Linked DNA regions of Sus scrofa: all the other regions are linked to region 3. Evidence: chromatin contacts called from public HiChIP or PLAC-seq data. All regions are on one chromosome and are shown on one strand. The core of a region is the stretch at or near the end of the contact, and the rest is flanking DNA. Distances in the headings are between cores, read along the strand shown. Region 1 overlaps ZNF532 (a long non-coding RNA gene). Region 2 overlaps LOC100627702 (O-acyltransferase like protein-like). Region 3 has its middle 71 kb from the start of ZNF532.

Region 1 (3,433 bases), core at 828-3,327, 160 kb before region 3:
GATCCAGCTTCATCAGGGGCCCTTAACCAGTAAACCTCACTCATCATCATTCTCTCTCCCTTACATTTCACAATGTGAATTAAAGGAACTGACAGGTGCCCTGGGCTGTGTGCTGCTGTTTCACTGACTCTAAGACAATCAGGAATAGAAGACCATAGAAGTATAACAAAAAAAAAAAAAAAGAAGAAGAAATCTGTGCTGCCCACTTCTTCCAGGTCTGGATCAGCTTCACTCCCCTTCTACTTATAAGGGCCTGCCCTATCTTCTGAGCTGCTTTGGTTCCTAAAATGCAGGCCTCTTGATGGGAGACACGTTCTCCCTGGATTACCTCTGTTCTTCAAGAATCTGGTCCTCAAGGAGGGACCACTGGAAGGAACCTACACAGAATGTTCTCCTTCTAATGTAATTTCAATTCAATCTTTTTGCTCTTTTTAATTAAAAGGCAGACTGAACAGAAGAGTTCCCTGGTGGCCTAGCAGCTAAGGATTCATCATTGTCACTGCTGCGGCATGAGTTCGATCCCTGGCCCAGGAACTTTCACATGCCTCAAGCATGGCCAAAACAAAACAAAATAACCCCCCTCAATAGAAAAAGCAATCCAAATAGAAAAAAGGTCATTGTGATTTTTTCCCCCTACAATCACTGTTTTATAAAAGAAACAAATATTACTATAGAATAAAAAACTAAAATGGTCTCTGAAGGCCCAAGTACAATCTAAAACTATTTCTACAAATCAAAAGACAAAAAAAACCTAGTCGTTGGTCGTTTCTTTTAAAGATAATCACTGTTTTTATCAGATGATCTGTAAGAAATGTATAACTTTAAAAAGTAAACAACGGAGTTCCTTGGTGGCGCAGCTTGCTGGGGATCTAACATTGTCACTGCAGTGGCTCAGATTCAATCTCTGGCCTAAGAATCTTTACATGTTCTGGCGCACTCCAAAAAAAAAAAAAAAAAAAAAAAAAAGAAGAAGTAAATAAGCCCAAATATCAAAACCGCTGACATTCAAACTGGCCAATGATGGTGGCTTGCTTCTCATTCCCAGTCCTTCATCTTGAATTAATTTTTCCAGCCATCTTACCAGCCATATTAAGGAAGAACACTGACAGATGCACTCAGCTCTCAAATCTGAAAGTGTGAGAGCACCCATGACCCCTTGGAGAGGCCCCAGGAAGATGCATCGTGTGTGACATTGCATGGTGTGGGGACAAACTGTCAGCTGTCACAAGCCCTCTTGTGTTTGTCTTGTTGGTGTTGGTTCCAGTTTTCCAATTACTCAAGTTTACACGGATATGAAACCATGACTCCTTCCTTCCTCCAACGTCCCTTCCAATTCTACCTACAGCTCGTGGGGAGCTCACACTGGGCTACCCCGGGCTCCAGGTTCCCTCCCTGCCCCAGGAGTGCGTTCTCACTCACAACTTGGGGTGATACCTCAAACCCACACCCTGACCTTGAGGCAAAGGGGAGGACTCCTAGGTTCTGAAGCAGCCCTTGGCACAAAGGTTAAATTCTGAAAAATGTCCTGCATCCTTCTGGGCCTGAAGTTTTCCCATCTTTAAACTAAACAGAGTAGGAATCCGTGACCTCTGAGTCCCCTTCTAGAGCCGTCTATTTTACATTCTTACCAAGTCAACTATGGCCTGGATGGCCTCGTATTTGCTTTGACGCCCCTACCTTGCGGTGTAAAATTATTTTCTGGTTGTTTTGCATTTCAAGGTAGTATCCGCTTACAGAATCAGGTGCTAAATTTTTAAAATGTAAAAATCTGGTCTGCCAGTTGGACTTAAGAGCATATTTTCCTAAAGAAATTACAAACGGATGGTGCATTCCTGGGCAAGCACATAAAAGCCTTGTCACACCACACCACAGTGATGAACCAATACTCTAAGGCCTCACTACCATTTTCAGCTCTGGTTCAGTGAAGACAGCTGATCCCAGAGCCCACCGGGGCACTTGAGGTCATAAAGGAAACCAGTCTCCTCCCTCTCCACCCAGGCCCCCTGGATCCACAGCTACATCTGCCTGCCAGGAATGCCAGAGGCAGGGAGGGAACCTGGGCACAGCGAGGGGCAGAGGTTTGACAGAGAATGGGGAGGGGCTTTGGGGACATCAGTCTGGGGCTTGGCCATGAGGAAGAAGGCTGATCAAGGTGGCAGCGAGGAAAGTCAGTCCCTGGCTACAGGTGCTTTTTCTTTTTAGGGCTACACATGTGGCATATGGAAGTTCCCAGGATAGGGGTCGAATCAGAGCTATAGTCGCTGGCCTATGCCACAGCCACAGCAACGCCAGATCCGAGCCTTGTCTGGAACCTACACCACAGCTCACAGCGACGCTAGGTCCTTAACCCACTGAGGAAGGCCGAGGACCAAACCCAAGTCCTCATGGTACTAGTCAGATTTGTTTCTGCTGAGCCATGACAGGAACTCCCCAAGCAATGTTTTTAATACGAAATGTTCCTAAGCCAGCAAGTCTCAATACATTCCCCAGAGAGAGACAAAGTTGTCCCAGGTCTCAGATCTCTCCTGTCTGGTAATAGCACCAGTCCAGTGTCCAGGGAGCCTCCACCTCCTGAACCTCAAGAGATAAACAGGAATGGCTCTGGAAGGAAGAGTCTTCCTCAGCCTCTAAAATCCCGGCAGCCAGGGCGGGCTGTCCACCGCAGGCACCATCTACCAATGGGCACCTCAGCCCCTCAGGGTGGGAGGCAGCCTGCTCTTGCCAGGTGCCTTGGGCATTTTTGTGGGAAGATAACCACACTCCCTGTACCTTCAGCTGCAAAGATACAGCTTGGTGTCCACAGTACGAATGCTTTAAGTGACTTTCTAACACCTGTTCATGGAGCCCACAAGGACCCACCCCCTTTTGGCCAGTAATTCTGGCCAAAGGCTTGCATCTGCCAGGTACCATCTGTGCTTACAAAAAGGAGTGAAAGTAACCAGCCACAGCCTGAGCCCGGCCACAATGAAGGCCCTGCAGCCTGGCTTCTCAGCACAGCATGGGGGCTCAGGGCACACTGATTTATCCCACAATGTTAACTGAGTCCCACTTTCAATCAGAGAGATCTCTCTGTTCTCCGTGCCCTACAGTGGGACAATGGCAGTTTGCTGAAGAAGATGGAAAAAATAGAGAGGATGCCTGCACGATGGGTGTTATGACTGTGGTGATCACGGGCACATGAAAGAACACAGAAGGCCCAGCAGTGAGAGGGCACTGCTCTGGCCACGACCAGCTGAATCTACATGGGAGTGAACCAGGCAATGAGGCAAAGGAAGGGGTTTCCAGGCAAAGGGAACTCATGTGGCAAAGACAAGGAACAACACGGTGTACGTGAAGGGATGATAGGTAAATCTTTTTGCTGGAATCACAGGAAAAGGCCTGGAGGAGTGGGTGTAGGAAGACCCGGACGAGCCAGCTGAGGGCTCTGGGACTC
Region 2 (3,172 bases), core at 192-2,691, 220 kb before region 3:
CTATGAACCTTGACCTTCCCCAACAGTCTTGACCTGAGGCTGGTGCCCACTTTGTCTTGGACAGAATTCACTTCCCAAGCTCAGGCCCCAGGAAGGTCAATGCCTGGCCCCAGTCCTGTTTTACAAAGGGTTGGGGGAAGAGAAACTTAAACATCATTAAGAAATCACATGCTCAGAGTTCCCATTGTGGCTCAGCAGGTTAAGAACCCAAGTAGTATGAACCTGACTAGTGTGAGAGTTTGATCCCTGGCCTCGCTCAGTGGGTTAAGGATCCGGCGTTGCCATGAGCTGTGGTGTAGGTCACAGATGCGGCTCGGATCCCTTGTTGCTGTGGCTGTGGTGCAGGCCGGCAGCTGCAGCTCCGATTTGAACCCTAGCTTGGGAACTTCCATGTGCCACAGGTGCGGCCCTAAAAAGACAAAAACAAAGCAAAACAAAACAAAACAAAAACTGTCCTCAATATCTGAAGGGGCTATAATAGAAATAGGAGATTATATTGATTTATTTTCTCAGGCCCCAAAGGGCAAAACCAGAGCCCAAGAGGAGAAATTATAGGGCAGCAGGAACTGCTGCTGTTGTGGAGGCCTGACAGTGAGCACTTGCATCATGATGGGTTTGGAGGGCTTCTGACTTGGGAAGGAGGTTGCACAGGGACGTGTAATCCTTCTCAGCTCTTATAATCTTTACATAAATAAACTTTTTGCCCTTTTTGTCATTGTTAGGGTTTTTTCTTGGCGTTACTGCTGGTTTCGTTTATGCCTCAAGATCCAAGGAGGATCTGAGAAAGTCCTCACTGTGCCATCTACACTGGCTATATTCCTTGCAACTACTTGATCCCATGTGCGTATTCTTCCAGTACATTCACTGAAATTTTGTTTTATTTTTATACTTCTCTTTGGCTAAAAGAAGGAAATTTTGTGGCCCTCAGGGGCTCTGTCAAAAATTATGCCACATCTTCTAAAAGAATTTGCATGTGAAGCTATTCCAGTTTCAGAATGTGTGTGTGTGTGTGTGTGTGTGTGTTCTCTTTGCCTAATGGACAGGTAGAAGTGAAGCTAATGCTCTTGAATTTTTTTTTTTTTAAGTGGCCGCACCTGCTGCATATGGAAATTCCCAGGCCAGGGATTGATTTCAAGCTGCAGCTGCGACCTTGACCTATGCTGCAGCTGTGGCAACACTGGATCCTTAATTCACTGTGCTGGGCCAAGGATGGAACCCTTGTCTCTACAGCGGCAGTCAGATTCTCAACCCACTGCTCGAAGGCTGGAACTCCTAACGCTCTTGATTTGTAACTAAACAAAACCCAGCAGGACTTCTCCCTGCCCAGCTTCTTGCTACTGGGTGGGGTTGTCTATTTCTGGCTCAGGTACACTCTGCCATGTTTTAATCCCCTTGTGTTGCACACTCAGTGCCCTGGCTTCAGTTTATATGTAAATTATTCACCCTGACGATGCCAGGGAGGCTCTGTGAGGCATCTGGGTAGCTGTGACACTGAAAATAGATATTGTGCTCATGGAATGGTCCCTTAGAGGATTACGGTGGTGAAACCCAAACTCTCCTCTGACCTAGACTTTGAGTTGCAAAAAAGAACACACTGGATACTTGTACCCCAGAAAGAAAGCCTTAACACCTGATGATACACAAAGACTGGATTGTAACGAGCAGAGACCCAGCCTCCACTCCCTGTTAGAAGCTGGGGGGCAGCACTAGACTCCAGATCTGCATGGCTATTTTCTTTTTTTTTTTTTTTTTTTTGTCTTTTTGTCTTTTGTTGTTGTTGTTGTTGTTGCTATTTCTTGGGCCGCTCCCGCGGCATATGGAGGTTCCCAGGCCAGGGGTCGAATCGGAGCTGTAGCCACCGGCCTACGCCAGAGCCACAGCAACGTGGGATCCGAGCCGCGTCTGCAACCTACACCACAGCTCACGGCAACGCCGGATCGTTAACCCACTGAGCAAGGGCAGGGACCGAACCCGCAACCTCATGGTTCCTAGTCAGATTTGTTAACCACTGCGCCACGACGGGAACTCCCTGCATGGTTATTTTCTAAGAGCGAAGTCATCTAAGTCACCTCTCATGGGTGGACTTGCTTTGATAAAATGAATGCTTACTTTTTCCTCTGCTCGGGGTTCCTGACAGCCAGAGTTGGGCCAGGCCACCCAGCCATTGGGTTCTACTTCTTTGCTCATTCTTCCCCAGCTCTCTCAAAGGCAGACTCCCGTAAGTGGCCGGATGTGCCCCATGAGCGGGTGACATCTTGGGGTCTGGCCCCAATCCCACGGTTGCCACATAGACAGTTCCAGCCAGAGGAAGGGCAAGGCCCAGCGAGGTGAGGAGCCTGCAGGGAGAAAACACACATGTGACCAAGGCTGACCTCACCAGGGCACCAAAGTAAGATGCAGAGAAAACAGCCCAGTGGAAAACAAAACCACATCCAGCCCCCTACTGAAATACAGGCAAATGTTAAGAGTATTAAGAGTTAGGAGGGGCTTTCTAAGAAAAAACAGTGAAAGAAACTACAAAGTCAAAGACTCATGGGGAGTTCCCTGGTGGCACAGCAAGTTAAGGATTGGCATTATCACTGCTGTGGCTCAAGCTGGAGTTATGGCTCAGGTTCAATCCCTGGCCCTGGAACTTTCGCATGCCACAGTCACAGCCAAAAATAAAACAAAAACAAAAACAAAAACAAAAACAACTCATGGACTTAGGGATTTCACTCAACTCCCTATTATCACTGTAAAAATTAGGGAGACTCCCCCCCCCACCCCGTGGCTCAGCAGTAACAAATTTGACTACTATCCATGAGGACGTGGGTTTGATCCCTGGCCTCACTCAGTGGAGTTAAGGATCCAGCATTGCTGTGAGCTGTGTTGGTTACAGACACAGCTTGGATGCCACGTTGCTATGGCTGTGGCAAAGGCCAGCAGCTGTGACTTCGATTCAACCCCGAGCTTGGGAACTTCCACATGCCACAAGTGAGGCCCTAAAAAGCAAAATAAGATAAAATAAAGTAAAAAATAATAATCATAAACAAACAAAAAGCAACCAACATACTGAGGAAGATATATGCAGCAGAAATGACTAAGGAGTCATATCTTTCATCTATAGAATGAAACTTTAAAAATCAATAAGAGGGGCGTCGTGGCGCAGTGGTTAACGAATCCGACTAAGAAC
Region 3 (3,162 bases), core at 435-2,934:
CAAAATGTTGGGTATGGAGAATAAAAGTTAGGAGTGATCTGGAAAGAAAGATCAGTATTCCTGCAGGATCCAAAGGGATTACAGTAAAATCAGAGAAGGGATCTTCCTGTAAGATGCCCTCGAAAACCAATGTCTCAGTGTGTAGAGGGAATGTGGGAAAGAAAGATTATCATCTCTAGCACACATTCTTTGAAAACGTGATTTTTATTTTTCTTATTAATTTGTTGGCCACAACATGTAGCAGCTTTATGTGGGATCTCAGTTTGCAGACCAGGGATTGAACCCAGGCCGCAGTGGTGAAAGCACCAAATCTTAAACACTAGACCACCAGGGAACTCCCCACAACATGATTTTTAATGACCACAAAACATACCACCTCATGAGTAACCACAATTTATTTAACGCTCCCTGTAATTTTGTACATTATTTATGAAGTTGATAATTTTGGCTATTTTAACACTAGAATGAAGTTCTCTGTAAATAAATTTTTGCATGCGTCTGATTTTTTTCTGAAGACAGATTACTAGAAATGGAATAGCGGGCTAAAAGGCAGTCATTTAAAAATATTTTGGGGGGAGTTCCTGTTTGTGGCTCAACAGAAACAACTCTGACTAGTATCCATGAGGACTCAGGTTCAATCTCTGGCCTTGCTGAGTGGGTTAAGGATCCTTTGTTGCCTTGAGTTGTGGTGTAGGTTGCAGACATGGCTCAGATCTGGCATTGCTGTGGCTGTGGTGTAGGGCCAGCAGCTACAGCTCCGACTGGACTCCTAGCCTGGGATCCTCCAAATGCTGAGGGTGCAGCCCTAAAAAGACCAAAAAAAAAAAAAAAAAAAAAAAAAAGAATTCTTGGTACTCATTGCCAAACAGCCTGCTAAAAGAATTGCCAACTCAGTTTGTCCAGCTGTGTATAAGAAGCCACCTTTCAGGTTACAAAGGATAAAAAGGCATAAAATTCTGTATGACCTTTTCATAAATGAAATATGTAAAAATAGATAAAAAGATAACCCAAAATATTAGCAGTGTGTAACTCTGGGGGATGAGGGTTTATGGGTGATCTAATATTCTTCTTTATCCCTTTCTATGTTTTATAAATTTCCTAAGTGTATGTGTATTACTTTCAAAAAAATTGTTTTTAAGCAGAAAAAGGAATATGGCAGAAAGAACACTGTGTCAAGTCAAAAAAACTGTGTTCTGAGTCTCCTGCTGGCTCATCTCCAACATAGTCCCAGTGGTTCTCAGCCCAGAGAATCACTGAAGTCACCTAGGCACTTAAAGAACACCTTTCCGGAGTTCCTCCCAGCAAAGCTGCAGCCCTGCCAGCGGAGCCGGGGAGAATGAAGGGGGTGGTTGCTGTAGCAGAGGCACACTTTTTGTGTATATTGGCTTCACCCTGACGGCAGGTAGAAGGCAATTTGATTTACCTCCACCAGACAATGAGTCAGAAGCAAACAAAATCGAGTCTTTCACTGGGGCAGCCAGTTCCTCCTCCATCCAAGTGCCTGAGGGATCAGAAGAGTCCATCAGGGCAGCCTTTGGCCCTCCCATCCTGGGTCTGGGAGGCAGAACTGGTGGTCCCGCTCTGGGGGCTTTGTGGTGGCAGAGAGGGCAGTGGAGGTGGGGCAGAAGGGAGCCGGAGCACCAGGCTGTGTGTGGCCTCCTGCTTCCTCTGGGCCAATGGGGAGCTGCCATCTCATGCTGGCCAGGCTCCCGGCCTCCTCTGAAGCCTGGAGATTAGGGCAATTTAATCCTTTGCTCTTCTCCTCTGGCTGTTTCTGTGGGAAGGGGGCTGGGCTGGCTGCCGGTTCCCTCAGCAACAGGGCCTGGCTCGGCTCCTTTGTGCAGAGGCCCCAGCTGGGCCCGGTGCAGGGGAGGAGTGGCCTTTCTTTTTCAGAGGTGGTGGGAGCTGTAGGCACCCAAGGGCCCTTATTTCAAAGTCTGGGGGAGTCATTAGGCTCCTCAGACCCACCCTGGGTGGAGAAGCCCACCGAGGGGCCAGTGGGCAACACAAAGTTGGCTGCTTACGTGCTGAAAGTGGGGGTGCAGCCTGGACTTGCTGCAGCAGGGGAGGAGGTGTGAGAAAGAGGTCGAGGGAGGGCAGTCTTTCCCTTTGATAAAGAGGAGCCTCTCCCCGAAGGCCCTGCTTGGCGGCTGGTCCTGGCCCTCAGCCTTGGGAATTCACACTTGGCATTTTCTGGCCAGCCTGTCCAAACGACTAAGTATTCTCCTTAGCATTTCTATTTTCGGAGCTCCTTGATGGCTTCTCCCACTGAGGTCCCCTCTACTGCAGGGATTCTCAACTTCTGCTCCATCTTCTCCCTACATTTTGCTGTGGTCCTCCCTCCCCCGCCTCCTTCATCTCTCCTGCTCCATGTCCACCTCCTCATGTTCCTTCTTCCCACTTAGCTTTTATTTCCTACACACACACATTGCAAAAACAAAGGAAAACCTTCCATCCTCTTCCTAGTCTTAGTTTTCCGTCAGGATAATACAAGTCCTGATGGCCTTAAGGTAGATCAATAAAACCATCCAAGCCTAAACACGTCAGCAAACTCTATGAACTAGATGTGCCATACGCTTTAGAGAGGTTCTGTCACTAGTAATTTTTAGATGTCTTGGTACTTAAAGATGTGAGTTTTGGATCCAAAAACATAGCCACCCTAAAAGTGACCGCTCTTTCCAACGACATATAACGTGTAAGGTGCTAGTGTATTTTACAAACATGATTTAAGTCCCTTAGAAATAAAATAAATGTCTTGCTGTTTATTTATTTAATCTTTTTATGGCTGCATCTGCAGCACACGGAAGATCCCAGGCTAGGGGTTGAATCTGAGCTACAGCTGCCAGCCTATACCACAGCCACAGCAACGTGGGATCCCAGCTGCTTCTGCAACCTACGCCCAGCTCACAGCAACACCTGATCCTTAGCCCACTGGGCGAGGCCAGGGATCGAACCTACATCGTCAGGAATACTAGTCAGGTTTGTTACCTCTGAGTCACAACAGGAACTCCCGTCTTGCTGTTTTTAGTAATTCCTACAACACCATTGTTTCAATCTGGAAGATGTCATGATATTATGTGTCACATTGAAGAGACTCAGTCACCCATTCATGAGTGAGGTGACTTTTTATTGTTGGCACATCATCAACACAGAAGAACCCAG

What was found. HiChIP or PLAC-seq counts read pairs in DNA pulled down with a chosen protein or histone mark.
Region 1: an H3K27ac HiChIP or PLAC-seq map of skeletal muscle shows a contact between it and region 3. The contact joins two enhancer-like sites. A contact is called at or near these places in 1 of 47 Hi-C or Micro-C datasets (embryonic fibroblasts) and 1 of 2 datasets of contacts at active chromatin or transcription factors (skeletal muscle).
Region 2: an H3K27ac HiChIP or PLAC-seq map of skeletal muscle shows a contact between it and region 3, with 12 times the contacts expected there. The contact joins two enhancer-like sites. A contact is called at or near these places in 1 of 47 Hi-C or Micro-C datasets (embryonic fibroblasts) and 1 of 2 datasets of contacts at active chromatin or transcription factors (skeletal muscle).

The regions. Positions count from the first base shown.
Region 1 is chr1:161,898,619-161,902,051 of Sscrofa11.1, forward strand. All of the region lies in intron 8 of ZNF532 (a long non-coding RNA gene), which reads right to left. Among named protein-coding and RNA genes, the nearest start is that of ZNF532, 86 kb to the right of the region's middle. Within about 2 kb of position 2,078, at least 6 of the 83 cell types and tissues checked have an H3K27ac peak or open chromatin away from gene starts, as enhancers often do. A contact at or near this core is called in skeletal muscle, where this site is marked.
Region 2 is chr1:161,834,305-161,837,476 of Sscrofa11.1, forward strand. LOC100627702 (O-acyltransferase like protein-like) reads right to left here. Exons shown (of 13, transcript XM_021099968.1): 5 at 2,110-2,336. Among named protein-coding and RNA genes, the nearest start is that of SEC11C, 66 kb to the left of the region's middle. Within about 2 kb of position 1,442, at least 3 of the 83 cell types and tissues checked have an H3K27ac peak or open chromatin away from gene starts, as enhancers often do. A contact at or near this core is called in skeletal muscle, where this site is marked.
Region 3 is chr1:162,055,632-162,058,793 of Sscrofa11.1, forward strand. No RefSeq gene overlaps it. Among named protein-coding and RNA genes, the nearest start is that of ZNF532, 71 kb to the left of the region's middle. Within about 2 kb of position 1,685, at least 53 of the 83 cell types and tissues checked have an H3K27ac peak or open chromatin away from gene starts, as enhancers often do. A contact at or near this core is called in skeletal muscle, where this site is marked.